2 separate regions of the Oryctolagus cuniculus genome follow, and region 2 is linked to region 1. The links are chromatin contacts, called in public Micro-C maps. All regions are on one chromosome and are shown on one strand. The core of a region is the stretch at or near the end of the contact, and the rest is flanking DNA. Distances in the headings are between cores, read along the strand shown.

Region 1 (6,831 bases), core at 2,675-5,174:
TGGCCCATGTGAGGGGTGGCTGCGTGGGGCCCAGCCGCGCACCCGCCAGCTGGGCGCTCACCTTCCTCTGGATGGGCGTGGGCACCTTGTAGCCTTTCTTCATGACGCCTCTGAACACCGGGTAGCTCAAGCCTGAGACAGACACAGCGGTCAGGCGCACAGCAGGGGACACGGCCCAGACAAGTGACCGCTGCGTCAACAGGTGGAACACGGACAAACTAGGAAGTGAAGGCACGGATGACTCGGCAGACAGGCCTCCCGACGCGAGCCCTGGCTGCGTTCTGATATGAACACACTGTGAGGTACAAGTGGGGCTGCGCTGGGCACGGTGGGCTGGGCCGCCGCCTGCAGTGCCCATGTGCCACAGGGCACCGATGCAGGTCCTGGCTGCTCCATTTGCAATCCAGCTCCCTGCTAAGGCACCTGGGAAAGCAGTGGAGGATGGCCCAGGGCTCGGGGCCCTGCACCCGCGTGGGAGACCTGGGTCAAGCTCCTGGCTCTTAGCTTCGGCCTGGCCAGCCCCGGCTGTTGAAGCGTTTGGGGAGTAAACAGACGGATGGAAGATCTCTTTCTGACTCTTTTTTCAAATAAATAAATCAATCCTTAAAAATACTAAGGGCCAGCACAGTGGGCTAAGCTGCTGCCTGCGGTGCCTGCATACCATAAGGGCGCCAGCTCGAGTCCTGGCTGCTCCGCTTCCAATCCAGCTCTCTGCTGGCCTGGGGAGATGGCCCAAGTGCTTGGGCCCCTGCACCCACGTGGCAGACCCAGAGGAAGCTCCTGGCTCCTGGCTTCAGCCTGGCCCAGCCCAGCTGTTGCAGCCATCTGGGGAGTGAGCCAGTGGATGGAAGACCTCTCTCTCTCTCTCTCTCTCTCTCTCTCCCCCTCTAACTCTGCCTTTCAAGTAAATAAATAAACCTTTAAAAATAAGCAAAGTACATGTATGTATACATGTATCCATACACGTTTGTATATAATTTTTCCCATTTTGTTTGAAAGAGAGACGGGGAGAGTGGGAGAGAGAGACCCCTTCCGCCTCTGGTTCACCCCCAAAGTGCTGCACTCGCTCGGGCTGGGCCGGCCAAAGCCAGGAGCGGGGAACATCATCCGGGTCTCCCGCTTAGGGGCGGACACCCAGCTCCTCGAGCCACCGCTGCTGTCTCCCAGAGCGCAGGGTGGCAGGCAGCTGGACTCAGCCAGGTGCGCTGCCGCGGGCCGTGGGCCTCCGAGCAGGGCCCTAACTGCTGCGCCACACACCCAGCCCTGAACACTCTTAACGCTGTCACGAGACAGGGGCCGGCCCCGTGGCGCAGCAGGTAAATCCGCAACCTGTGACGCCGGCATCCTGTGTGAGCGCCGGTTCGAGTCCCGGCTGCTCCACTTCCAGTCCAGCTCCCTGCTGTGGCCTGGGGAAGCAGCAGAGGATGCCCAAGTCCCTGGGCCCCTGCACTGCGTGGGAGACCCAGAGAAGCTCCTGGCTTCAGTCTGGCCCAGCCCAGGCTGGGGAGTGAACCAACCGGTGGATGGAAGATTTTTCTCTTTCTCTCTCTGTAACTCTGCCTTCCAAATACTAAAAAAACAGAGTAAATCTCTTGAAAACAAAGCCCAATCAAGTGCTCAGGCCACCCTAGAAAGGTCTCCTCTTCCTTTCCACGTACATTCTGCTCCGGCCGCACCGCGTGGGCCGCAGCACGGGTCCGGCTTTGTGCGCAGCCAGCGCTGCCCCGACACCAGCCGCCTGCCCCTTCCCACGGCTGCGGGGCCCTGTGCACGTGGTCAGCCCGCAGCAGCCAGCTCCCCAGAGGCCTGCGCTGAGCACTGTCCTGTGGCCCTCCCCAGGAGGTCCTGGATGCCTGCCACCTCAGGGCACGGCGCACGGCGGCCCCGGGGCACGGCCTGCTCGCTCACCCATGGACTGGAAGCCTCCGGACTTCTTCTTCCGCTGCTGGGCCCGCACCATCTGCCGGGTGTCCAGCTCCAGGTCCGGGGCGCACTCCGGGGCGGGGAAGGTGGGCAGGGCTCTGCCGGGCCCCAGCTGGGAAGGAGGAACAGCGACCGTCACCCCCAGACCGCGTGGCTGCCGTGCTCAGAGGCGCTCCTGGGACCGGCGGGCCAGGGCAGGCGCTCAGAGCGGGCGGGTCTCTGTCACCTGCCGGCGGTGAGACCCGCGCCTGGAGGAAGGCGACCGTGTGACAGCCTGGGCCTCGACGGGAGGGTCGAGGCTTCGGCGCCCGCACAGGCCTGGCAGCACCGCCGGCACCCTCTCACTATGGCTGCCTCTCGTTCAAGGCCGTCACGCAGAGCCAAGGATCTGAGGGGCACCAGGTTTCCCAAGCTGCCCAGCCCCTCCCGCCCCACCCACCCACCCATCACCTGACCCTCCTCTCCTGGGCCCGGCCTCTCCCTGCACCCAGGACCCAGCTAGACCTAACCCGGATGCCTCCTCTGAGAGGCCTTCCTGGGTTGCGGGGCCGTGGTTCACCATCAGGGCGGGAATCACCCCGCTTCACCCCACAGCGGCTCCGCGAGGAGGGCGTGGGCGCTGTGTGTTACGGAGGCGGGAGCGGAAGTGACTCCGGAGGGCGCATCGCCAGCAGCGAGGGGGTCAGAGACTCGAGCTCCGGCTTCGGGATCCACATTCCTTCCCCCAGGACCCCTGACCCCCGCCACGACCCTCCGGGTCAGAGCCCAGCCCGCCTTGTGCAATGGGTGAGCTAAGAGGTGTTCATGTCTTATAGAGCTACTCAAAAAAAGGGGGGGGGGGGACCAGACACGGACGACAGTGACCTCACCTGGCCCCCGGCAGGGGGACGCACCCAGGCCCAGCCCCACTGCCTGAGCCAGGCCGCCTCCTCTCTGGGGCACCTGCGGCCACAGCCCCGCACAGGCTGGAAACTGAGGCACGGGGCGGCACAAGGCTGGGCAGGACCCGACGCCGGGCTGGGCTGAAGCCCACACTTACTGCCCCCGACCTCCATGTGCTGGTCCCTCCTCACCATCTCTGCTCTGGTGGGACCCCTGAGCGCCTGGCGCTGGCCCTGCCAGAGTGGGGAAGCCCCGCGGCGCGGCCCTGCCTCTTCCCCCAGGCACCCATGCCCCTGCCGGGCGGGCACAGCTCTCCGGCCCTCGGGGCTTCACACCTGCCAAACACCCGCCCACCCCCATTTGCGTGGATCTGTCACTCAACAGTGCAAAGGTCCCAGGCTTCGGACCCAGACCACCCGGGCTTGAATCTGCTGTTCCAGTCGTAAGCCGAGGTCATGCTCAGGTTTCGTAACCCCTCTCGGCCTCGATTTCCCCTCTGGGAAATGGGGGTTCCAGTACTTAGGGTTAACGTGAGGGAGCCCGGCACAAGCGTACAGGACCGACTGCTTAATTTAATGGTACTTTCTCAGGGACTTGGGGACGCCACTGGCTCAAACCACCCGCCCCTTCCTCCCCGAGACTCCCCAAACTCTCCCAAGTCGGGTGTCCGCACCCGCACTTTTCATTGGACGAGCGGGCACTCGGATACGCCCCCTGGCAGGAGGTAGCCAATGAGGGGAGCGCGACCAGAGCCAGCCGGAGGCCGGCAGGCCGGGTCCCTGGGAGCCGCCGGACCCGGGGGGCGACACGTGCCCGGGCTGGCCGAGCCCACTCCCCAGCTCGGGGAACCGAGCCGCGGGGTGCTGCCCGGAGCCCGGGCCCCGCCGTTGTGTCCCACCTCGCGCTCCCACCTTACGGGCCCGGGCGTCATCTTCCGCCTGGATCTCAAACTCGCCGTCCTCCGAGTCGCTGTCGCGGGCCTGGGAGGCCGCGTCTCGGCGCTTCCGGAGCCCCTTCTTCTTCCTCCACTGCGCCATGGCGGGTCGCGACCGAGGTCCGGCCGCCGTGCGCCTGCCGGCCGCCATGCGGGACCCAGCTCCCGGAACCCGGAAGTGGGCGGAGTCTGTGGAACGAACCAACTGCGCAGCCGGGGTGGGGGTGCGCCGCGGCCACGGGCCACGGAGCCACGCAGCCTCGGACGCGCGCGCCGCCCGCCAGCGGCCGCCGGAGGCCTAGGCCACCCGCGCCCGCCCGCTCCCGGCCGGTGCGACGTGCCCAGCTCCCGCGCTTCGGGGAGAGGGGAGCAGGGGAGCGCGGCTCCTCCCGGGCCGCTGATGGGCCGGGCCACGGAGAGCGCGCCGTGGCTGCTGCGCGTGCCCCGGGCTGCTCGCTAGGCCGCTGCTGCCCGGGGTCGCCGCGGTGGGGTCCTGGGCCCGGGGGACCCCTGGGATGCGCCGAGCGCCGCCGGGGACCCGCCGCAGAGTCCGGGCCCTGGAGCGAGGGCGGTGTTGCGCCGCCCGCGGGCCGGGGAGCTCAGGTGCGGGGACCTGCGGCGTCGGTTCGTGGGCTGTGAGTCTGCTGGCCAAGCGCACGGTCCTCGGGTTCGCCTCTGCTTCCCCCGCTTCAGCTTTCTAGGTGCGGCCTGCGCGCGGCGCTTCTTCTAAAGCCTCGGTTTTGTGATCCTGCAGATGGGCGCGTCCGGAGCTACTTCGCGGCGCTTTGGCGAGGATTAACTGGGACTATGCCTGCCAAGCTGCTGGCGCGAGGTAGGCGTGGGGTCGGGTGGACGGCTGCCCGTCTCCCCTCCGTACCCCCGGCCCGCCCGTGTCTGCTGAGCGCATCCTGTTTCCGGAAGTGCCCGTCTGTTTATTCGCTACACCTTGGACAGCGGCACCCCTTTCCCCAGCGTGACAACCGAAAACAAACGAAACGCCCCCGGGCTGGCACGCCCCTCGGGCCGCGCGGTCCGGGCAGAGCCAGGCCTTCTGGCCTTGTCCGGGAGCCCTGCTGTTGGCTCAGCTCGGCCTCCCTGACCCCCTCTCGCGCAGGGAGCCCTGGAGGCGGGGCCTGGCACACCTGCCGTCGCCCGGGACTGTGGCCAGCATGAAGCCCCCGGAGGAGCTGGCCGCCGGCGGGATGCAGACCCTCCGCCCTCAGCGCCGAGGCCGGCTCAGGGCCAGGCCGTCCTATGTGGATGAGACGCTGTTTGGCAGGCCTGCGGGCACCCAGCTTCGCCCACCAGATTTTGACCCACCCTGGGTGGTGAAGGAGAAGGCCGGCCCAGCCAGAGGAGTGGGCGCGGCAGCCCAGGGGAGCTGTGAGACCACCGCGGCCAAGGGCGCTGCCTCCACCCTCACGCCCAAGAAGAAGAATAAATACAGGTGAGGGGCTGGGGAGACGCACCTGTGTTCCTGTTGCAGCCCGACCTTGACCTCGCCGCGCTCCGTGCGGAAGACAGGACCAGGGATCCTCCCTGGTAGGACTGGTGAGGGGGGACAGATGAGTGGGGGGCACAGGAACCCAACACTGGACAAGGCAGCAGCCATGCCCGGGGGCAGGAGGTGAGGTCCCAAGCCCCCAGTGCAGACGGGGTGCGAGGCCCGGGGGTGGGGTCTCTGGGACAACCGAGATTTGCGATGGACCCACGGAGCCGTGAGCGCGTGGGCGGCCCGGATTTCAGCAGGTGGTTTTGAAAGTGGGTCTTGCTGCGTTTTCGCGGGCAGTTTCAAAAACCGGAAGTTGCTGAGAGGTCGTTGTCTAATTCCGTTCCCGGGATTATTTCTGATCTGAGTCTGGAGGGAGGTGTCTGGTCTTGAGCCACAGGTTTTTTGTTTGTTTGTTTGTTTTTGTTTTTGTTTTTGTTTTTAATTGTCACCGGGGGTTTGAACAAAAACTCAGCAGGCTGATAGGTTGGTGAGTGCAGACTGCCATAACCAAACGCCACAGCTTTACGCGGTCCAGGCTCGGTCCAGGTTCGGGGCAGGCTGGATCCAGGCTCAGTCCAGGCTCGGTCCAGGTTCGGGGCAGCACAGCTGTGGGGGCTGTGAGTCCAAAGCCGGGGTGCTGGCAGCCTTGCTCAGCCTTGCTTTCTCCCGGGCCTTAGCTCTGGGCTTGCACATCCAAGCGTGATGGCCCTGGCGGGGAGGTGACGGCCACCCCCCTGCTCACTCGCAGGTGGGGCACAGACACCTTGGGACCATCAGACACAGGCGTCAAAACCGGGTGGCCAAAGGCCGTCCTCCCAAAGACGCGCAGTGCGCGACGGGAGCACTTTCAGTCCTGGCCAGAACTCACCAGGCCTGGCCTGGCGCCCTGTAGCTGGGCTCTGACTATTTGCTGGATTAATGATAATAAAAACTTCATAATTGCCGAAAGATTCTCATTAAAGATGAGAGCCTGCTGAAGCTCAGGCCGTCACGCGGATCCTTGGTTGACTCCGGTCTCTGCCGCGGTCTTGCCGTGGGGCCCGCGTCTCCTGCCCTGTACTACGGGGCCCATTTGGATGTGCACGTCCTGAGAAATGGTGCGGTAAGGCAGGTGACGCGCCGAGGCCCGGGACTGTGGAAGTGCACACACTGCACATTTAAAAAGCTCCTCTGGGGGAGGGGCCCGGCCGGCTTCGTCATGGGCTCAAGCTGCTGCGCGGGGCCGCGGGACGGCAGAGGGGTTAGCGGACAAGGCCTCCAGGAGCAGCAGGAAACCATAAAGACTATGGTTAGATTGATGGGGACTCTCGGTTGCAAGTGACAGAAAAAACTGGCTTGAGCAGCAAAAGGGCATTTGGGGCTCAAACTGCCGCTGGGGCTGTCGGTGCCGCCTCCCCCTGCATCTCCCAGGTCCCCGGGACAGGCGAGATGGCCACAGACTGTCAGCTTAGCACAGGGCAACTCTGGGTGGCAGCCTGGGACAGACCTAGGTCATGTGGCCTCCTCTGGACCAATCAGTGTGGCCAGGGGGATGGAATATGCAAATTGGCAGGGCATGGGGGTCAGGATGCAGGGGGCCGGGGCGGTTCTTGGGGAAGCA
Region 2 (6,831 bases), core at 1,940-4,439, 130 kb after region 1:
CCTTCTAGGTAGTGGTTACCAGCTGGATCTCCAGAGCGGCTAGACCCAGGGTGCACATTGGTAGGAAGCGGGGTGAGGAGCAGAGCCGGGACTGAGCCCCAGGCATCCTCAGGCAGCCCCGGGGTGGTGTCTCAGTGCACTCAGTGCCAACCCTCGTGCAGCCGGCTGGATCCTCCTGGCTCGGAGTGCTGACGTCACTCAGACCACGGACCCTAAGGAAACAGGGCTGGGGCAGGGACGCTTGCTGCGGGCGGCACCAGTCTGGCCTCTGTCCGCCAGGTGTGAAACACTGCCTGGGCAAGCAAGTGGGACCGGGCGAGGTGCGCCCCCTGGTGGCCGCAGTGGGTAGCATCCGCAGTGCTGTCTCTGCAGGCTTTGTGACGGGGACAAGTCAGGTCATCTGCTTGAACAGGTTTCCCCTTCTGCACAATTGGAACAGTGGCAGTGGGAACTTCCCGGGTGATTGTGACACCCAGTATATGATTAGCAAATATGGCGATGATGGGTACTGTGGGTACTGACAGCAACGGAGTCCTTTGAGAGGGTGAGGAGGGGGCTCAGCTCACCGGCAGTGCAGGCAGTGGGGGGAGGCGCCTGGAGGAAGCTTTGGGGGGTTACTCTGTGGCAAGCCAGGAGTCCTCCCCTCTCTCACGTCGCCACCCTGCCCTCAGGGTCCTCCCTTCTGTCCTCCCAACAAGGCAAGCTCCTCGGTGCCCCAGGACCCTTGCACACACTGCCGCCCTTGCTTCTGTCTGGAAGGCTCTTGCCCAAGATTTCTTCATGGCTGGCTGGTTCCTCTTCCTCATTCAGCTGTCCTGGCTTTGGCGTTTTTTTTTTTCTCTTTAAAAATGTTTTTTGAATTTTCATTTAAGTTGAAAGGCAGAGAAACAGAGATGGGGGGGATCTTTCACCTGCTGGTTTGCTCCTGGTGTCAGCGTCAGAGCCCACATGGGTCCACGGGTTCAGAATTGGCTTGCAGCATCGCTCGGCCGGAGAAAGACCGCAGGGTGTGGTGTGACCGCCACCTCCAGGCCATCGCCTGGCCTCCCTCTAGGGAGAAGAGACCCCGACTGGGTGTGCCGTGTGTCTGTGGGTAGCGCCTGCTGTGGACAAGGCAGCGTGATGTCAGAGCACTCAGGCGCCTGCAGCTTTATTCTTCAATGTGTGCTCACCGTTGTTTCTAGTTGAAAGGCAGAGACCGATGGAGAGACGGCTTCCATCTGCTGGTCCCCACCAGAGCACCCGACATCCTGGGCCGGGTCACGTGAAAGCCAGGAGCCCGGAACTCAATCAGGACCTCGCGGGCGGGGGCAGGGACCCCAGGACTCGAGCCGTGGCTGCTGCCTCCCAGGGTGCATGTGAGCAGGAAGCTGGATCGGAAGTGGAGCAGCGGGGGCTGGAACGAGGCGCTCTGGTAGGGCTGTGGGCACCCCAGGCAGCAACTTAGCTGCCGAGCCCAACACCTGCCCCCCAACGGTTTATTCAATGCCAGTCGCTTTGCCTTCTAAGTAAACAAATCTCTTTAAAAAATCGCACCCCTCACTCAGCCTCCCCCGTTCCTACTCTACATTCCTGTGACATCGCCTCCGTGGCGCGGCTGTCTGCACAGCTTCCATTTCTCCTATGGCGAATAAAGCGAGCGCCTCCCACCAGTTTAGGTCATTCTTGGCACCGGCGCTGGGGCCCTGTGGTGGGTAAGGCCACGGCCCTCAGCCGGGCATCCCATACGGACGCCAGTTCAAGTCCTGGCTGCCATACGTCCGATCCAGCTCCCTGCTAATGCACCTGGGAGAGCAGTAGAAGATGGTCCAAGTCCTTGGGCCCCTGCACCCACGTGGGAGACCTGGAAGAAGCTCCTGGCTCCTGGTTTTGGACCCATCCAGCTCCAGCTATTGCAGCCATTTAGGGAGTGAACCAGCGGATGGAAGACCTCTCTCTCTCTCTGTCTCTGTCTCTCCCTCTCTCTCCGTATCTCTGCCTTTCAAATAAATGAATACAATAAATCTTCTAAACATCATTCCTAACTTATTTTTTTTTTTAACAGTCAAGATGGCTCTCCAGGGCACACATGTTCTTAGGTCTTTTTTCAAGAATTGCACATTCATGGTTTTTCTTGCCCAGTTTTTCGGTCTGGTTTTCAGACTCCCCGCCCCCATCATGGCTCTGCGGTTCCGCGCTGAGGATCTTTGGATCTTTGCCCTTTTTCTGGACTCTACGCGATGCGAATGTTTTCTCCCACTTTGTCTCGAGCTTGACGCGAAGTTGCGGCCAATGCAGGCGTCAGGGCCGAGTTCTCAGCCCCCACCCCACCCCCCCAGACCCAGACGGAGGCGCCCGGGCTCCTCAGCCTCGCCTGCTCCGTCTCCTGCCCTGACATCCTGATCGGTTTAGTCCTGCACTTGATGCGAGGTAGGCGGGTTCTGAAATGATAAGTGACAAATTATTTAATTGGAACGACGGAGAGACAGACATCCACACGCACAGAGCGAGCTCCCGCCTGCTGGCCACCCCCCAGGCCCACACCGGCCGGGGCCCGGAGCTCCAACCGCGCGGGTGCAGGGCCCAGGCGCTGAGCCACCACCGTGGCCGCGAGCTGGAGCGGGCAGCGGCGTCCTGAGCCGGGGCGCGGACGCCCACCTCCGGGGGAAAGTTCCAGACCTACGAACCGCGATCAAGACCATGCTCGAGGGGACAGCGCGCAGTAGTTGGCGACCTGCCGCTCTACCCACGTCACGCGCGCCCGCGCCCCATCAGTGACGTCATAGTGCGTGTGAGCCACAGCCTCCCGCGTCCTCCGAATCCACTCCAGTGTGTGACAGCGAACGCAGAGCCGGTGCCGCCGCCGGTGCAGGCGCAGTGAAGTCTTCGAACTCTCTGGGCCCTGGAGGGCCGACCGTGAGGATGACGTCACTGCGTGGTGGTGACTTGGCTGAACTCATTCAGCAGCGTTAGGCAGATAGAGAAGTCACTTAAACGTGACAGTCAGTTCATGGCGGGCGTATGGGCATTGCCTACTATCGCAGCTTTTTTCGAGGTTGGACACTTGCAAAGTAAAAAGTTCTCGCTGGGTGTGCGTGGACCGAAAGCGGCGCCGGGCCCTTTAAGGCGCGCCCCGCCCCTTACCGCTCACCCCTCCCAGGGCCCGCCCATCCCGGAAACGCTCGGCCCAAGCCCCGCCCCCGGCGCGGCGCAGTCACGTGACGCGGGCTGCGGCGCGCCGCTCCCGCGGTCATGGTGGCGCCGAGGGACGGCTGTGCCGGCGGCCGCCTGGCCCGGGCGCTGGCTCTGGCCCTGCTCACCGGGCTGCTCTTGGGCGGCCTGGCGGGCGCGGCCCCGGCCCCGGGCGGCGGCGAGCAGCGCGACCCCCCGTCCCCGCCCGCCTCCTGCTGCCGCTCGGCCCTCTTGGACGCTGCGACGGGCCAGCTGCGCCTGGTGGACGGTCGCCACCCCGACGCCGTGGCCTGGGCCAACCTCACCAACGCCATCCACGAGACCGGGTGAGGGTTGGCCCGCCCCCGCGCGGGGGTCCGTTTCCCGCCCCGAGGCCGCAGGTCCCCGGCTGGGGTGGGGGTGGGGGCCCCCTGGAGCCGCCCCTCCCTCCTGGGGCCAGTCCCGGGCCCTCAGCACTTCTGTCCCCAGAGTCCAGCGCCCCGCCGCCGCCCCCTCGGTCCTGCCCCGCGGGCCAGCCCCAGCCCTGGCAGCCCAGCCCCGGCTCGCTTCTCTGTGCCTGTCCGCACCTGGCTTCCAGGCCTGTCGGAAAGCGCAGGGTCTCTAACCTCACAGAGACCCAGCTGTGTGTCCTCGCGGGCGCGCCAGTCCTCGGCCCGGATGCTGTGGGCGCAGGTGCCCCGTGCGGGCGGTCAGACCGCCGCGCCTGCTGCTGCGGGGACCCTCTCCTGACTCCCCTGCCTGCCTGGGCTCCCGTGGCCGGGCTGTAGTTGTGTGAGGCCCCTCCCTGGCCTGCCCGGGGCTGGTGCTCATTTGTTCTCCTTGTGCGTGGCCTTAGGGACCTTAGGGACCCAGAGCTGAGAGCACAGCCGGTTCCCGCTGAGTGGGAGAAAGAGACGGTGTCGGGAGGGAAAGCGAAGCAGAGTCGCGCCCTGCTTGGGGGACGGCAGAGAACGGGGTGCCCCCACCCCATCCTGGGGGATCCCAGTGCTCAGCACCCCTACCCCCACCCCCAGCGGGCGTGGCCCCCTTCCATCTTGCTGCACGGATTCTCCTGGAGTTAGGGAGACATGGAGGGCTGAGGACACCCCCAGTCTGGTGGTGCTTGGTGGCTCTCGGGCGGATAGGAGATTGGGGGTGGGTGGGTTTTCCGTAAACATGGATGCCGGGTAGAACAGATCTGGGAAGCCTGCCGGGCGGAGGAGGCCACAGTGTGGGCAGGTGTCTGGAGGGAACAGGAGATGTGCGACTGCTGAGTCACGTATGCTTGTGGTCCTGCCTGGCTGGGGCCAGCAGACAGGACACAGCTGCCTGGGGCCAGCCGGGAGGAGTTGGGGAGTGATGGGAAACCTTGACCGTGGTCCACTGCTGTGCCACCTGGGGTGAATCTTCCCACCTCTCCGAGCCCTGCTTGCTGCCCCAAGGGGAGAACGAAAGCCCAGTGGCAGGTCAGTGGGGTTCCAGGGAGCCCTGTGTTGGTTGCTGAGGGACCCCCATTTCACAGCTGGCAAGACTGAGGCCCGAGAGGTGACTCGGGACTCCTGTGGGTTTCTTGCCCACGCGCTGTCCTGACACCTTTCCCGGGCGGCTCCCCTTCCTGGCTCTTCCTCACACAACCCCTGGCCCCATGTTTGCCGGCCCGGAGGCTGCTGATGCCGGGGACACCACGCTGGGGTCCTGATTGTACGAGTGGGGGGGCTGAGGTCCTCGGAGAGCCTTAGCTTCGGGGATGAGAGGAAGGGAGACACGTGGGGCGCCCTGGCCCCGATTGGCAGCCTCCCGCTGGGAGGGTGGGTCGGGGTTGGCTCCTGTGTTCTGGAGTTGGGGTCCCTCTGCCTCCCTGTGAAATCTCCAGATTTTAGGCCGGCGCCGCGGCTCACTAGGCTAATCCTCCACCTTGCGGCGCCGGCATACCGGGTTCTAGTCCCGGTCGGGGTGCCGGTTTCTGTCCCGGTTGCCCCTCTTCCAGGCCAGCTCTCTGCTGTGGCCAGGGAGTGCAGTGGAGGATGGCCCAGGTGCTTGGGCCCTGCACCCCATGGGAGACCAGGATAAGTACCTGGCTCCTGCCATCGGATCAGCGCGGTGTGCCAGCCACAGCGCGCCAGCCGTGGCAGCCATTGGAGGGTGAACCAACGGCAAAGGAAGATCTTTCTCTCTGTCTCTCTCTCACTGTCCACTCTGCCTGTCAAAATAAATAAATAAAAAAAAATTAAAAAAAAAAATCTCCAGATTTTGCCACTGGGGGCCCCAAGATGGTCGGATCAGTTCTCTCTGCCCCGTAATCCTTCCCCTCTGTGGGCCAGCACCCGCCCTGCAGCCCAGAAATGTTTAGGACTTGGTGCTTGGAGGCTGCCGATGCCCCTGGGCAGAGCCTGAGCCGGTCTGGCCTTGGCCCCGCGCAAGCTGAGCCCTCCACCCTTCACTTCTCCCTCCTTGCTTCCCACGGAGTTGAGAGAGGAAGTGAACAGGAGTAAGAGGGAATTAACACATGAGTCAGTCAACAAGCAAAAGCCCAGCCCAGTAACAGGGATGGAGAAGACCCGGCAGGAGAGAAACCCGGGCCACGGAGAATGCGGAAGGTGGGGTGGACGTGTCGCCTCGCGGTTAGACGCCCGTATCCCACGTCACAGGGCCTGGCTCCTGACTCCGGCGCCCTCTTAGTTCGGGCCCTAAGAGCGGCAGGGGCGGCTGGAGTGACTGGGCCCCTGCCACCCCCATGGGAGACCTGGATTGCGTTTCTGGCTCCTGGCTTTGGCCTGATCCGGTCCCAGCCACGGCAGGCTTTGCGGGAGGCAGTTGGCAGGCGCTGGGGAGATCTCTGTCTATCAAATAAAATAGTACAAAAATCTTTAGAGACTTAATTATTTATTTGAAAGACAGTGACAGAGAGAGAGAGAGAGAGAGAGAGAGAGGTCTTTCATCTGCTGGTTCACTCCCCAAATGGCCACAGCAGCTGGGGCTGGGCCAGGCTGAAGCCGGGAGCCAGGAGCTCCATCCCGGACTCCCACCTGGTTAGCAGGAACTCAAGTGCTCAAGCTGTGACTTTCTGCTTCCAGGCACAGTAGCGGGGGGCTGCATCAGAAGGGGAGCAGCTGGGACTCAGCTCCAGTAGGGGTGCAGCGGTGGCTTAGCCCAGTGCACCGCAGCGCCTGCCCTGAGCCTGCCCTGAGCGGCTCTTTGAATTCACGGTGTTTTGCGAGGATAAGGAAGGAGTAGAAGCCCGGATAAGGAGGCACCGCCCACCGCCCGCAGAGGCAGGCACCCAGGGGCTGGGGGCCAGTGCATACCTGTGACCGCTTGCCCATCCTACCTCGATGGTCTGGGGTTTTCAGATGGGGCCTCGGTGAAGAGGCGCCTTGAGCCATCTTGGAGGCGTGGCTGCCCCCCACAGAAGCACAGCGTGGCCCGTAGGTTTTCCAGAGAAACAGGCAAGGTGACGGAGAGGGATCCAGTGCGGGCAGCTGTCTGTTTTTGCCAAGCAAGTGCATTAGGGACAGAACGAGCAGCCTTTGTGGACCCGGCCGATAGCGATCTCACACGTCAGCAGTCCGAGAAGTGAGGCGAGGGCTGACCTGCCGAGGACGGGCAGAGCCACGCCGCGCCGCGCCGGGAAGGGTTTGCCAGAATGACTCAAAGCCATCAATCGCATGGCAGCCGGGGATG

Evidence for each region. Hi-C and Micro-C count contacts between places; a contact is called where the count stands out from the background.
Region 2: a Micro-C map of ear pinna shows a contact between it and region 1, with 5 times the contacts expected there. The contact joins the promoter of PLBD2 here to the promoter of DDX54 in region 1. A contact is called at or near these places in 3 of 6 Hi-C or Micro-C datasets (ear pinna, psoas muscle and an unstated tissue).

Annotation. Positions count from the first base shown.
Region 1 is chr21:10,247,585-10,254,415 of mOryCun1.1, forward strand. DDX54 (DEAD-box helicase 54) reads right to left here and starts at 3,925. Exons shown (of 20, transcript XM_008272276.4): 1 at 3,717-3,925; 2 at 1,909-2,035; 3 at 62-132. The coding sequence starts at 3,890. RITA1 (RBPJ interacting and tubulin associated 1) reads left to right here and starts at 4,142. Exons shown (of 4, transcript XM_002719757.5): 1 at 4,142-4,342; 2 at 4,494-4,571; 3 at 4,854-5,186. The coding sequence starts at 4,909.
Region 2 is chr21:10,376,508-10,383,338 of mOryCun1.1, forward strand. It overlaps PLBD2 (phospholipase B domain containing 2), which reads left to right and starts at 3,190. Exons shown (of 12, transcript XM_051826590.2): 1 at 3,190-3,497. The coding sequence starts at 3,232. It overlaps LOC127484707 (a long non-coding RNA gene), which reads right to left and starts at 3,193. Exons shown (of 2, transcript XR_007911883.2): 1 at 2,638-3,193; 2 at 1-2,420.